Linked DNA regions of Sus scrofa: region 1 is linked to region 2. The links are chromatin contacts, called in public HiChIP or PLAC-seq maps. All regions are on one chromosome and are shown on one strand. The core of a region is the stretch at or near the end of the contact, and the rest is flanking DNA. Distances in the headings are between cores, read along the strand shown.

The links. HiChIP or PLAC-seq counts read pairs in DNA pulled down with a chosen protein or histone mark.
Region 1: a contact with region 2 is called in an H3K27ac HiChIP or PLAC-seq map of skeletal muscle. The contact joins the promoter of HOXB7 here to the promoter of HOXB2 in region 2. A contact is called at or near these places in 2 of 47 Hi-C or Micro-C datasets (embryonic fibroblasts and omental adipose tissue) and 1 of 2 datasets of contacts at active chromatin or transcription factors (skeletal muscle).

Annotation. Positions count from the first base shown.
Region 1 is chr12:24,863,065-24,867,353 of Sscrofa11.1, forward strand. HOXB7 (homeobox protein Hox-B7) reads right to left here and starts at 1,611. Exons shown (of 2, transcript XM_003131549.4): 1 at 1,058-1,611. The coding sequence starts at 1,457. It overlaps HOXB8 (homeobox protein Hox-B8), which reads right to left. Exons shown (of 4, transcript XM_021067111.1): 4 at 2,921-4,084. The coding sequence ends at 3,780.
Region 2 is chr12:24,798,132-24,802,948 of Sscrofa11.1, forward strand. HOXB2 (homeobox protein Hox-B2) reads right to left here and starts at 2,368. Exons shown (of 2, transcript XM_003131546.4): 1 at 589-2,368. The coding sequence starts at 973. It overlaps LOC106505099 (a long non-coding RNA gene), which reads left to right and starts at 2,375. Exons shown (of 5, transcript XR_002337153.1): 1 at 2,375-2,789.

The sequences.
Region 1 (4,289 bases), core at 361-2,860, 64 kb after region 2:
GCCCTCACCGTGGCTGGACTGGGAGCCTCTGATCACAAGTCTTGGGTCTTCTGAGGTTGGCCCCATTCCAGGGCAACATCAAGAAAGATGTCTGGGACAGGCTTGTCAGGAAACCCCATAGGGCCCCTGGTATCTTGGGGTTCCTGCAGCAGCTGCCTCAGTGGCCGGGACTCACTAATTCTTGATGGGGCTCCCTGGAGTCCTAGTCTCTCCCCTCAGAGGACATTCACCCTCCTGGAAGGATACATGCAAACTTGTCGGCCAGTTCTCCAGGGGTGCTAGGATGGGCACCTGAGACAGCCAGCTGTACTCCTTTGAGGCCTCTGCTCCTTTCACTCGTTCTCCTGCCTCCCCCTTTCCAAGTTCACTGGGGGGTCAGGAGCCTATCTCTCTTGGCCTCAGCCCCCCTCTCTCCACCTGCCTCTCTGGCTCTGTGTCCCTGGCTGGATCCTCATCTCCTCTCACACCCCCTCTTCCCCCCAGGCCTCTAGAGCCCACCTCTAATTGTCCAGAAGGGAATAATGGGGGAGCAGGGTTGGCTGGGAAGAAAGGGGGAGGGGAGAACTGCTGAGCACGGCAGCCCCCTCCCCCAGACCTTATCCAAGCTGGGGCTGGGGGACACACCCAGAGCTGAGATCCCCGGCGGGGAAGGGAAAAGGGAGGGGGGAGACCCTAATGGCTATTCTCTGCAAACCCCAGCCTTCCTCCGCAAGACAAACGGCCTCGTCTCCAGCCCGTGCCGGCGCGGCTGATAAATATTTAAAGCTAAAAGGCCGGGAGGAAGGGTGGGGGGGTGGGGGGCTGGGGGCTCACAGCGCCGCGGCGTCGGCAGAGAGGGATCCGCCAGGGAAGCACGGCGAGCCTGAGAGCACCAAGCAAAAATGGGAGTGGGGACGGCGCGCCGGGTCGCGGCCCAGGGGGGTGCCGCGTCCCCAGGGCCGACCTGCTGCCAGGAGCACTCTGGACGCGGAGAGGGACACTTGGCCGGGAAGGGGGCGCCTTCCGGGGAGTGTGCCCGGGCCACTGCAGCTCGGGACGGCTCGGTGCGCGGCGTTACCTGAGCTTCGCATCCAGGGGTAGATCCGGAAGTTACTCTCGGCCGCCAAGTCCGAGTCCCTCTGCTCCTTGGCGCCTGCCGCCTTGGCGGAGTCGCCGGGACACACCCCGGAGAGATTCTGCTCAAAGGGCGCGCAGTGCATGTTGAAGGAACTCGGCTCGAGCCCGTAGCCGGCCGCGTAGACGCCAGCTGTACTCTGGCCCGCCATGCCCCCCCCGCCGGGGTACAAGCCCTGCATCGAGGCGGCGAAGGAAGCACCCGAACCCGCTCCATAGCCCGGGCGCTGGGGGTTGGAAGCAAACGCACAAGAAGTTTGTTCGGGGAAGGCTCCGGTAGCGAAAACCGAACTTGCGGCTGGATATTTAGAAAATAAAGCATTCGCATAATACAATGAACTCATAATTTGGCCGGATGATTTGTAGGCAGGGACGTTTTAGTGTCGGTTTTACGAGATTCCTTGATATATTACAGAATTAGAGTCCAGATTTACACCAAAAAGAACCCCCTTTTTCCTCTCTGGGCCACGTGACCCTGCCCACGTGACGTCCCCTCTGCCAATGGCGGGGCAGCCTCCCCACGGCTCCCGGTAATGTGGAAAAAATTGTGTGGCGTTGGATTTATAAAATATGATCAATAATGAATGGGAAAGCCAGGCCCTGTGGATTCGGGTTGGGGGCTCAAGGGCCGCTGTCGACCCCGTGGGCTGGAGGCAGCTTGTAGGCGAGATCTGGGGAGGAAGAAATTGAGTGGAAGGGAAAATAAATAACCTCTGAGAGCGAGAGCGATCCGTGTTGTCAACCGCCCCCCCCACCCACACGCATCCTCCCCAGCCTGTTACTCAGCGAGAAATAAACGCAGAGATTGCACAAAATGGGGTGAGTGGGTGGCTCAGGGCAGGTCATAATTAATCTGGACCGATTCAGTCCGGTTGGCCTTTGGGGGAAATTGGTCTGGACTTGGTCCGTTGCTCCTGAGGTGAACAACGAGGTGAGCCTGGCCTCGCGACTCCCTCTCACTGCTCTCCCTTTCTATCTCTCGGTGCCCCAGACAGATGGGCAGGGATGGACTGAGGTTTTGTGGGTGCTCCCAGAGGCACGAGACTTAGCCCACAGGCGTTGGATGCTGCGGTTTCTGGTGACAAAAAAAAAAAAAAAAATTTAAAGGTTTGAAGAAAAAAAAAAGAAAAAGGAAGGGGGTGGGGTGGGTGGGAGGAGAAAGGAAGGGAGGAGGGCAGCCCGGTATGCTGCTCTCTTGATTCCGGGAGGCGGATGCCCCAGTGGAGCGTGGCTGCCAGGGAAGCAGAGCAAGCTAAGGAAGGAAGGCTTTGAGCAACCATCTCGGAGCTGGGCAAAGGTGGCCAAGTCCCAGAAAGTAAGAGGCAGGAAAGAGCATCTCGCTTCTCTGTCTGCTCCCTCCCCCCACCACAGTCCAGGAAGAAGAAAAATATAAGCTTGTGCAGCAGCCCAGCACTCTAGCTCTATGGCCCCCCAACACACACACTGGAGAGGGCACACAAAAACAAAGGGGGAGGTGTGTGTGTATTGGGGGGGGTGGATACAGCCAGTAGCCCAGGCGCATCTCTCCAGCGTGGCCTGTGCTCCGGGGTCTCCGGGGCCGGCAGCCTCGGAACGCGAAGGGAGGGGGTTTCTCTCGGCTCCCCTCCCTCGTTCCTCTCTCCTCCAATCACGCGCAGCCGCCTCCCTCACCCCCTGCGCCCCTGGGCCCAGGGACTCGCACCACCTGCCTCCAGCCCCCGCCCCCTCCTCTCGCGGCCTGGCCAGGCGGGCGCAGAAGCCGGGTGCCCGGCTCCCCCCAGCTCTGCAAGGCGCCGGGAGCAAATGAGGAGCGCGGGCCGAGCCAGTCTCGGGTTCTCGCTTGTAAACTTTATTGTAACTCTTCCGCCCTTTTCAGGCGCAGACAACAGAACAAAGTATAGAGGAACAACAAAATATATAATTAGCCCTCCCTCCCCCCAATAAAGCAATTCACGGATACAGGATACATTCTCTTCACAGTAAACCTAAGAACACTTTTAACAATTGCCCACAGCGCGCATGCTAACTAAAGTAACCTCTTTTGAGAAACACTTAAGACAAAATTGTCAAACCAAAGCGGGGGGTGGGGGGGGGAGGAAAAGACAGAAGCCAGAGAAAAAGCCAGCGAGCTAGGGAGGGCAGCGGGGAGAGAGGGTGGGAGGGGGAAATGAGGACGAGGTGAGAGAGAGAGAGAGAGAGAGACAGAGAGAAAGCGAGAGAGGGAGACAGAAAGAATTACGGTGTGAATAGGCAGTTTCATGTTGTTGGGAGAACTTAGCAGAAATCGGTACCTCGGTCATTACAAAGAAGCACGTTCAAAGGAAAAAAAAAGACCATTGCACAAGGAGGCTTTTTACATGGGGCGGGGGCGTAGGGGGGGGCTCAGCCAGGCCGCAGCCGCTCACCCTCGCAGGGCGAGGGAGTCCTTGCTTAAAATCCTTTTTTCTCCCCCTGCCCCCGGCCCCCCAAGAGAAGGGAAGGAGATCCACGGTAGCTCACACACAGAAGCTATTACGAGATACTACCACTAGCGGGGACTGGCGCGGCGGGGACGCTGCGGTGGGAGGCCAGGCTCCCGGCCCCGCTCGCGGGGCCAGAGCTCTCTCGGGCGGGGGCGGGCGACAGCAGCGCGGTCTGGGGACCCGCGGACGCAGCGCGGCCGCGGCCCTGGCAGTCCCAGCTGGAGCCTACTTCTTGTCGCCTTTCTGCGCATCACCCTCGTCTGCCGCCTCCGGGGCCCGCTCCAGCTTCTGCTTCTCCAGCTCCTCCTGCTCGCATTTGCTGCTGGGGAACTTGTCTTTGTTGTTCTCTTTTTTCCACTTCATCCTCCGGTTCTGGAACCAGATTTTGACCTGTCTCTCTGTTAGTCCCAGCGCATGTGATACCTCGATCCGCCGCTTGCGAGTCAGATAGGGATTAAATAGGAACTCCTTCTCCAGCTCCAGGGTCTGGTAGCGGCTGTAGGTCTGTCGGCCTCGCCTGCGTCCGGCGGCTGCTGGGAATGGGGGAAAGGGCGAGACAGAGGGGAGGGGAAGGTGGGGGAGGGGGCAGAGACGGAGAAGGTTGGAAGATTCGTGAACCAGCCTAGGAGACCAGTATAATAAGGGCAGGGGACCTTCTACCCTGCGCAGGGGCGGGGGCGCTGGGAGGCCGCGGTCAGCGGAGGTGGGGGGAGGGGGCATCAGACACCACTGCAT
Region 2 (4,817 bases), core at 1,118-3,617:
TCAGAGAGCCGCCCACGGGCCACGCAGGGGGTAGGCAGCGGCTCCCTTTCGCCCCTTAACCTCAGAGCCCCCTCCCAAGTCGTGTGAGTGGATCCCTCAATTCGGCACTTTCCAACTCAGCCTGGGAAGAAGGTTCATAAAGAGATTATTCCTCACCTCCTTTCCTCCTCAGCTCCCTAGCTCTCAAATGCCCCCTCTTCTCTTAGAGCTGGGGTGGATGGGACCCAATCTTTTCCTGCCTCCAGATTCAACCCAACCAACAAGACTCCACTCAGATAACGATGAAACCTCAATCGAATCCTTTTCTTCTAGAGAGAGGGGAAAACAAACAAACAAAACAAAACAAACAAACAAACAAAAAAACCCTCTTCCCCAACCAGCTTCCAACATCAGCTGTAGGGGGGGAAAAAAAAAAAAAACTGGCAGCGGCCAGGCCTAAACCTCAGAGATCCATTCTGCTTCCTCGTCCCTGGACTCGAAGGGGCAAGGAACTCCAGCAGACTCGCCACCTTTTCTACCTCCCCCACCGCTCTTTCTCCCCCTCTCTTTCTAACTGCCTCTCATCCCATCCCTACCCCGCTCACCGACCTGCGGGCGATCCGACCCCGGAGGCCAGGACGGAGAAGGCGGCCGTGGGAGACGTGGCGGATTGGCTGGGTTTCTTGGCGGATTTCTTCTCTTTCATCCAGGGGAACTCGGGGGCCAGGGGGGTGGCCGGGAGCGGCGGCGGAGGCGGCGGCAGAGCCGGCCCATCTTCGGCTCGCTTTTGGCTCCCGGGTCTCTGAAGGGTGGAGGCGCCGGGCTGGAGGCTGGGGAAGGTTTGCTCGAAAGGAGGAGGAGAAGGAATTAATGTCGACTCCTTGATTGATGAAGTTTGAAATGTCTCCAAGACAGCGGGGAAGGAAGTCAGACACTCGGCGAGCGATGGCTGGCTGTTTATAAACCCAATCTCCCTCTCAAATTCAAAATTCATGGCTTTCAATGGTGGGGGAGGGGGCCTGTTGGGGGGGCGTCAGGAGGGAGGATCGGAAGGGACCCCCCCTCCTGCCCCCCCCAGGTTTGTGTGATGGAGCGATTTTGGGAAGGGACGATTTTGATCTCTCTCTCTTTTTTTTAAAATTTTGGGCCTTTATAATTGTATATTGCTGATAAATACAAGCGTATGGGGACTCTCTCTATAAAACCCAGGACTCCAGCAAAATTGCAGGGAATTCGTGGTCACGGGACCGGCCTTGGCCAATCGCTCGTCTGGGCCTGGTGGAAAACAGAGAGCATTATTTGCTTTAATTGATTCAAAAACTCTAGAGGACCATGACCTGGACATCATGAGCCCCCCAGTCCTACGCTCCCTCTCCCTCATGCCTCCCTTTCTCCAGAAAAGCTAAAGGAACCTTCCCCTCCTCCCCTTCAGAGGATGGGATGTTCTGGAAAGGAAAACAAGGGAACCTAGGGGAGAAATCTTCCTCTTTCCCAAATATTTTAAATAGAGTAAATCGAGGCTTTCTTTACAAGGCCAGGAGCATTCCCTTCCCCTGCCCCCTCCCCCCAAAGAGTGAGGATCTGAATGTGGGAGGAAGAGGTGGTAGAAGGAGGCTTTTTTCCCTTTGGGAAAGGTCCCTGTTAGCAGTGCAATAAGGACAGAGAAGAGATTTACAATCATCAGCATCACTGTCCCCGTCCCACCCACTCCCCCCAAAAGCAACAGATAAATCTTGGAAAATCGACAAGCACTCCTAGGCTGACACAGAGGAGTGAGATAGATAGTGAGGGGCCCTTTTGGGCCTCTAGCCTACAAAGCTGTGTGGTCTCAGCTCCCTTGTCTGCCCAGTGTTTGCAGCACTGCCCCTGCCCCCAGGTCTACCCGCTCTCCTCACCTGGAGGTTTCCGCCCTCCCCTATGACCCCCCCCCCAACCAACAGGGTCTAAAATGCCTAGACACCCACTCAAGCTTCTGGCCTGAATCTGCCTCTATATTCCAGGAATGGGAATAAGAACCAAGGTAGCCACGGATTTAAGTTTAGAAAACTCTCAAACCTCAGGTCAAGGGGGGGGGCTCCCCCCTAGGACTCCCATCCTATTTTTGCCATTGTGCTCATTAATTAATTATTAATCAACATCCCTGATGTGACAGTCTTCCCTGAACATGGAGGTGGTGGGCAAATGATGACCACTGAGATGATATTCCATTTCTGGCCCCTGGGGGGAATTTTGTTGTTGTTGTTGTCATTTATTTCTTTTCAGAGGATGGGGTGCGTATGCGCTTTCGGGAGCGCTGTCGTTTACCAGAGGGAAGGTCCACAAGACTTCCGGCCCCAAGCCTTTGGTGGGAAACTAGATCTCAAAGCAGAAAATGAAAAGTCGATCTGGGGTAAGATTTTTAAATAAGTGGGTCAGAGGGACCGAGGGGAGATGAGGCGATCAATCTTAGCCCCCTGACAGCTCGCTCTGATGGCATCAAAGAATTTGGCTCTTTGGGAAAGCCGAGGGAACAGCCGAAATTCCACATCCCTTGAAAAGGCCTGGGGGGTGGGGGGTGTGAAGCAAAAGAGAAAGGTGATGCTGGGCGCGCCGGGAAACAGATGGGAAATGGGGACCGCGGAAGGGCGCTGGGCTGGGTGGAAAGTTTGCCGGGAGAACTCCCACGGCTCGGGCCTCCCCTCCCCCTCCCTGCTCGCTGCCGCCTGCCCGGCGAGGAGGAGGCCAAGCCTGGTTAGCAGAGAAATGGCAACTCCGGCCCGGGCAGCGGGAGCTAGAAAGTTTCTGTCACTGTAAGAGCCGAGTGGGTGGTGGTGAGTATTCCTCCGCGTGGGTGGTGTGACTCATGAAACAGGACAGAGAACGCTGAGGAGCAGGGTGGGGGTGGGAGCCAGGCAGGATGAAAACAGGGGAGCTGGAGGTGGGGGCTCCGGGGGGCCAGGGGGTGGCTGGCTCTGGAGGGCTCAGATCCAAGCGAGCTGCTCTGAAAAACGGGGCAAACCAGCCAGAAACGGTCGGTCGTGTCCCGCTCGGCTCCCAAGAAAGTGATTTTTGCCATGTGGAAGTGGGGATGGGGGTGGGAGTGGGGAGCAGGCAGAGAAGAAGCCCAAGAGCAGTTGTCTGGCCACTTGTGCAGTGAGGCCTGAGACGGTTCTCCCTCAGGCCACCCCCTCGAGAAGCCCTGGAAGGTTTTTTTGTTTTGTTTTGTTTTTTCACAGCCTCTCCAGCTGGCTGCAAGGTCTAAGGCTTCTCTCCGGCTGTTCCTGCAGGAAATACAGCCCTCTCTAACCCTGCTGACAGATTTTACGGCCAGATTAGAGAACAGCAGAAAACTTGGGTGTTAAAAGGGGCCAAGGGAACCCTCCTTCCCAGAGACGCCCCCTTCCCCGCCCCCCTGTTGTGCTGTGAATCTTAGAGCCCTGATATTTCCCCCAGGACCCTGGCTGCTTAGCTAGGGCCTGACATCTCTCAGAGAGAAGGGTAGGGGGACACCGAGCCAAGGCACCCCTTATTCTTCTTCATGTTTGCAATTCCAGTTTCAAGCCAAAAGCTCTGTTTTTCAAACTCTAAATTTCAGAGCTTAATTCTCTGACTTGGCCTGCCTCTCTCCGCTAGGTAAATAATCAATCCTCTTAACCCCCAGAGCCAAACATGGTGCTTCATCTACTTACATTATTCAGAAAATGTTATTCAGGGTAGAGGAGGAGAGAGAGAAAGACAGAAGGAAAGAGAAACCCTTGAGCGTTATTTGATCCCAATCAAACTTTGCACGCTCTTATGCCTTTAAATTATAGCCTGAACCAATGCTAAATTGCTTGCTGCTTGGATGAGCCCAGTCCAGTTAAAATCCTACTTGGCGGCGGTGGTGGTAGTGAGGAGGGTGTAGAATTCAGGTTGCTTTTTTATTGTTATTTATTGTTGCATAAGGACTGTAATTACTAACCTTGGACTGCCAGGATGCAACATAAAAATGAAAATCAGCCCTCGCTTTAAGGCTGAGGCCCTGGAACGATTCTCTCACCGACACCCCCCCCCCCCCCGTCACTACCACCAAATATATGCTCCTAATTAAGCAATGCGGGTGCATCGCTTACAATTAGAATTATGCAACTCTTCAGCAAGCAGCCATCGCTTCTTTCAACGAATTAGCTCCATATTTCAGCCGCCCTGTCTCCTCGCTCTTATCGGCTCCAGCGACGCGGCAGTGACATTTCATCTTTGACAGACCCTCTCTATCCTCGCTCCAATGTGATAAAACTTTTATGGAACCACGACTAAGAAATGAAGTTTTCCCAAGGATCGTGGAAACAGAGCGACACATTAGCCTGGGGACCATTTTATTTACGCTTGAATCCAGCAGCTTCTCCCAACCCTCCTCCTTTCCCTGGCGGGGGAAATCAAACACACCTCCTCTCTCTCCGCCCCGCGTTTTATTTAGTGATTTAATTTCACTTTACTTTTAAGGTTTGACCCGAGAAGTCTAGGCCTTAGGTTTTTTGTTTTGTTTTGTTTTGTTTTTTTAGATTAATCATTTTCCTTTGTTTTCATTTTAGACCCAATGGTGGTTGGGCTTCAGGTCACGTGACAGCTTCTTTGTAGCTCCGGAAGAGAACTGTGAAGTTTAGGTTTTCTTGGAAGAAGCAGTGACCGGCCACATTTTGTTGTTGTTGACGGGATGGGGAGTAGGGGGTGGACTAAGGAGATTGTAGCCAAAACAGCAAAAAGGCAAAAGGTCAATGAATGAGAAAAACTGAGAGGCAAAGCCTAGAGACCTAGAGAGAGACCCCCTTCCCCCTAACTTGTTACTTAAATCTTAGCCAAAGAAGTTGCCAGAATGTCCC